2 separate regions of the Pan troglodytes genome follow, and region 2 is linked to region 1. The links are chromatin contacts, called in public HiChIP or PLAC-seq maps. All regions are on one chromosome and are shown on one strand. The core of a region is the stretch at or near the end of the contact, and the rest is flanking DNA. Distances in the headings are between cores, read along the strand shown. Region 1 holds the start of MTR (5-methyltetrahydrofolate-homocysteine methyltransferase). Region 2 holds the start of HEATR1 (HEAT repeat containing 1).

What was found. HiChIP or PLAC-seq counts read pairs in DNA pulled down with a chosen protein or histone mark.
Region 2: a contact with region 1 is called in an H3K4me3 HiChIP or PLAC-seq map of stem cell-derived excitatory neurons, with 6 times the contacts expected there. The contact joins the promoter of HEATR1 here to the promoter of MTR in region 1. A contact is called at or near these places in 1 of 7 Hi-C or Micro-C datasets (stem cell-derived neural progenitor cells) and 1 of 1 datasets of contacts at active chromatin or transcription factors (stem cell-derived excitatory neurons).

What each region holds. Positions count from the first base shown.
Region 1 is chr1:12,370,533-12,373,232 of NHGRI_mPanTro3-v2.0_pri, reverse strand. It overlaps MTR (5-methyltetrahydrofolate-homocysteine methyltransferase), which reads left to right and starts at 1,403. Exons shown (of 33, transcript XM_514294.9): 1 at 1,403-1,911. The coding sequence starts at 1,878.
Region 2 is chr1:12,558,549-12,561,248 of NHGRI_mPanTro3-v2.0_pri, reverse strand. HEATR1 (HEAT repeat containing 1) reads right to left here and starts at 1,314. Exons shown (of 45, transcript XM_001157116.8): 1 at 1,141-1,314; 2 at 671-844; 3 at 1-100. The coding sequence starts at 812.

The sequences.
Region 1 (2,700 bases), core at 154-2,653:
TGAGAAAACCATCATGATTTATCAAGCCTGGATAAATAATTTAATAAGTTCAGCATAGAAGACCTTGCTTTTTTTTCTTTCCTCTTTTTCTTCTTCTTTTTTTTTTTTAACTTATTTATTTCAATAGGTTTTTGGGGAGCAGGTGGTGTTTAGTTACATGAATAAGTTCTTTAGTGGTGATTTGAGAGTTTGGTGCACCCATCACCTAGGCAGTGGACACTGCACCCAATGTGTAGTCGTTTATCCCTCACCCACTCTCACCCTGGCCCTTATAATCTTAAGATTTTTGGCTATTTAGGGCCATCTCATTCCTCCCTCCCTTCTTTGTTGCATTCTCTCTCACCTACTCCATTCCCCCCACCTTCCAAGTAAGACCATCTTTGGTAAGATGGTCTTGGTAAGAATGTGATATGCATTATAATAATTTTTCAAATCTTCAAAATTGAGGTACAATTACATACAATAAAATGAGAATGGCATGCAAATTTGTGCCTTTTTTAAAGCTTAGTAAACGTCATAATTTGGTTATAATTTTTATTTTTCTGGATGCATTTGCTTTTCCTTACATCTACCATGCTCAGCCTTACAGAGATTTTTCTAGATGAATTTGCTTTTTCTCACATCTACCATGCTCGGCCTTACAGAGCTGCCCTTTATTTTAGAATTCCCTAAAGTGCTGTGTTGTACACAGGGAGCTTCTCCTGACTGGAACAACCTTACCTGGCACCACTCTTCCTTCGGGACCCAGATTCTTCTTTGAAACCTTTCCCTGGCCCCTTTGAATACTGCAGCTCTTTTAAAATGTATGTGGTTCTTTTTTCCCTGTTCAATTGTTAATCTAACTAGGTTGTGAGTTCCTCCTCCAAGGAGGTGAGGGTGCGATGTAGCTTGTCTGATTTTGCATTCCAAGTGTGTACCCCAATGCCTGACACATAGTAGGTGCTCAATATATGTTTACTGTCAATAAGTTACAATTAACACCCCCATATGGTAATTCAGAGTTTTCATAGCGCCGTCAAACGATGTCATTTAACGCCTACTACAACCCTAAAAAATTCTAATTACTACCATCCTATCATTCTTGTTTGTAGAGTGTGGAGACTGAGAGGTTCACTGCCTTGCCCAGCGCAAGTCAACAGCAAAACGGAACTAAAATTTCAGGCTCGACACCACACAGCGTGTCGAGATCAGCACGAACTTGGCGCTGTGACTTTTCCTTAGAGGGGCCACTTCGACTTACACTTCCGGATCCTGGGCACAGAGACGCGAAAAGCCCCCGCGGGAAACTGGGGAGCGGGACTACATCTCCCAGAGAGCCCCGGGGCTAAACAGCAGGTCATTGGTTGATATTGACAGCCAATGTGGCTGCGAGGAGCTCGTGCAGACCAATCACAGGCCGGAAGGGGCGGGACCTCCCACGCCGAGGATAGATTGAGCGCAGAACTAACCGCGCTCTGAAAGGCCCTAAACGTCTGCGGGGCTCATAGCCGGATGTCACGTCGTCCTCCTCTCCGGGTTTTCTCTTGGGCCCTTTTCCGTGCCGTCCCGCGACTCCGCCTCTGGCCGCGCGTGTCTGGCTGCTAGGCCGACACCAAGGACTGGCCGGGTACCCGGGAAGAAAGCACGTGCTCCAGCAGTTGCCGCGCCGCGCGTCTGCCCCTCAGCCCCGCGCCCAGCCCCGAGAGAGGCCCTAGGGCGCTGCGGGCTTTCGGGGTCCGCAGTCCCCCCGCGACGCGAGCCAACGGGAGGCGTCAAAAGACCCGGGCCTTGTGTGGCAGGCTCGCCTGGCGCTAGCTGGCGTGGCCCTTGGCCGTCGTCACCTGTGGAGAGCACGTCTTCTCTGCCGCGCCCTCTGCGCGAGGAGGAGACTCGACAACATGTCACCTGCGCTCCAAGACCTGTCGCAACCCGGTAACGCTGCGACCCCGTCTGCGTGGTTGGGTTGTGTTTCTTAACTCGTGCTGTGGCCTCCTAATCCCTGGGGCGATTCCCTTCTGCAGCGGGAGACGCCCGGCGGTGTTTCCCCGCGTGTGGGCGGCACCTTTAGAACTTAGCGCAGGAGCCCGGAGGGCTACGTGTTTTGCTCCACTCTTTGTCCGACCTTCACCTCTTCCTCCCCAGGCAAACCATCAAAACCTGCAAAAAGCGTCCTCCCCTCGCCCCCGAAACACATTCTTAACGTCACAGTAACTAAACTTTCCAGTTCCACGCAGCATAAACCAGCTGGGCCCTCTGGAAGTTTTTTTTTTTTGCATGGTGTGACGCTTATTCGTAAATATGTATTGCGCACCTACTGCGAGAGAAAGTTCAGGCGCGGAGAGACAGACGAGGAAACTCAGAGAACTATTTAAAACTACTACATGGAACTTTTTATTTTCTGCTTCTACGCACGCTGCTGCAAAACTGCAATATGCATAGACTCACTATGTTAAAATAGATGAGCAGACCCCACCTCCAGATACCGAAATGGGAGGTAGTAATTTCAAGCGATTCTGATGTTGGTGGCCCTGGGATCAACAGTGAGAAAAAGCTAGTTTAGCACGAGAACTGAACGTAATGTTAGCTTTATAACGAGCTCTAGATCTCTAAGATCATGCCTGATTATAATTTGTGGACAAATACACCCGTAAAAACGGGTGAGGAGATGTAGAAACGAGAATTAGTGATAAGTACAAAACAGTAAATATCCTATGACTTAGT
Region 2 (2,700 bases), core at 65-2,564, 190 kb before region 1:
ACACTTCGCTCCAAGGTTTTTGCTAGCTGACTGAACAACGGTGCTTCAAACTGCTCAAAGGAAGGATCAATTCCAAGCAACTCTTCCAGGCCAGTACATCCTAAATTTCAAAAAAGGCCAGTTTATTTAACAATCCTTCGTAAGCAAATTCATCCCACCCCTCTTTTACAGTTTTACTTACCCCTAAGAAGTTTCTGAATTCTTTAAGTACATATAATTTATAATACAGTCCCAAACACTGATTTCTAGTTTTCAACATTTAGAGTAAATCCTATCTCATCTACTAGAACAGAAAGTACTTCATGGCAAGGAACACTTTTTTTTTTTTGGATATCCCCTACAATAACTAGGCCAGTCCTCTGAGAGGACTTCTCCGTCACCCCAGTCACTGCCTCCATCCCCCTTTTAGCTGTTCTTCTCTTTGACATATTAGTTGACCTCTCTAATTTTGTTTCTTCATCTGTGAAATCCAGATACCTCTACTCATAAACATTTCAAGCACCAAGCACCTGACTGTTATGTTCTCTTTCCCTTAAAAATATACATCAACATGCTAGAAACTGCTAAGGAAAAGGACGGGACAGAAGAGAAAACAAGGGAAAAAAAAAAAAAAGTAACATCCAGAAAACAAACGCTTCCAAGAGCTTTTCTAAGTTAAAAGATGGCTCACCAATGGCGAAGGCGGTGTCCCTGTCGATTGTGGCCGCTTCCTTAGGGTCAAATAACAAAGAAGCAACTTCATCTCTAGATAAGAGGCTGGCATCACTTTGAGGGAGGGCGAGTCGTTGCAGCTGCTGGGCTAAGGACGTCATCTTTCACGCCAGCGGAGTTTTAATGACACGGGCTAAAAAAAGTAAGCACTTTGATAAGTTTCTACGAAACTATAAGGCGCCTCGTAAACAAACAATTTTCTTCTGCACTCAGCACCGTCATGGACACACAACGCGGCTGTCCTGAGATTTGTGGACCCCGGAGATGCAAAGACGATGGCAACAGCGTTAACAACTAATTACAGTAGCGGCGACCGCGCCAAGGCTTTCCTTCAACCCTGATTCCGCAGATATCCGGAAAACTCTTACCCTCCCTCGATATGCCGCCCCCATCCGCAGCCACATCAAGCGGCTCTGTGCTCCTCCTTACCTAGAACTGGGAATTTGGGTATATCTTGGAAGGCAACAACTCTTCACAGCACTTCCCACATGGTACCAAGGAGCCCAATCCTCACCCGGAAACCTAAAGCATGCTGTAGAGCAACTTCCGGCTGCAGGCACTACGGCAGGTGAAGAGGTTCAAGCTTGCCGGGAATGCGACGAGACAGCTCCGCCTCCCGAGACGAAAGCCCGCCCCTCAGCCCGCCGGACTCAGGCTCAAGTCCGAGCTTCGCCTCTGTAGCTCCGGTCTAGCGGTCTGCTCTGCGGCTTGTGTCTGAAGCTTTCGGTCTCTGGATGGGCCTTCTGTGGGCTTTAAGGATCCGTAGCCGGAAACATTCTTTCAGTATATAGTGATCCAGCCTTTACTAGGTGCCAGCGGCACCGCGTAGTGCTGAAAGCTACGGGTTGTGAAGTCACGTGGTTTGGGTTCAAATCCTGGCGCTGGCGCCTGTCGGCCGGGTTAACGCCACCAAATTATTTCATCTCTCCGAGCTTGTTACTTACTCTACAAAGTGGGAAGAGGCCGAGATTGTCGTGAAAGGAGCCTCTGCTCCTAGTGCAAACCGATCTATAAATGCTGGACTCCACCGCCCCAGAGCTTGGGGGAGATCTTGTCACTCCTCTATGTTTCCATTCCCGAGGGGTAAATGGCATATATTTTCTTCTTTCAAAACGAATCCTAGTCAGGCGCGGCCTGTAATCCGAGCACTTTGGGAAGCTCAGGCGGGCTGATCACCTGAGGTCAGGAGTTCGGGACCAGCCTGGCCAACATAGCGAAACCCCGTCTCTACTAAAAATAAAAGAATTAGCCGGACGTGGTGGCGGGCGCCTGTAATCCCAGCTACTAGGAAAGCTGAGGCAGAAGAATCGCTGGAACCCGGGAGTCGGAGGTTGCAGTGGGCCAAGATCGCACCACTGTACTCCACAGAGCGAGACTGTCTCAATAAATAAATTAATCGAATCCTGTTGAGGTATAATTTACAAACAATGGTTGCACCCACGTCAGTGGAAGAGTTTGATGACTTTTAGCAAATGCATGTATAGGTGTAATGACCTCCCCAGTCAAAATGACAGTTTCCATCGCCCCTAAAAATTGTCTCTTGCCTGTTTGCGAAGATTCCCGCAACCACTGGTCTTCTTGGCCTCACTACAGATAGTGTTGCAGAAGAGTATCCTTATGTATGAATATACCTAATCTGTTTCCAAAACACTGGTATGCGCTAGAACTAGGATGAACTTCGTCTTCCAGACGAAGGAGTGAGATCTGATGCTCTGTCTTTTCTGGATGCATTAATTTCTCCGAAGAGCTCTGCGGGGCCAGGGGGTCAAGTCTTTCTGTAACCGTCTTCCCTGGAGAATGTCAGAAACACAGCTACAAATTTGGAGGCCCTGGTTGTCTATACCTCATGCAGATTCTCTCCCATTTACAAACAATCTTTTGTTGGTTTGCTTTAAAAGCATTGAAAACAACCAAATATTTTCTTCAGTTATTAGTATTTCTACTGACCGTTAATAATCTTCTTTTCATGTGGTGTTGAGTGCCTTGCAG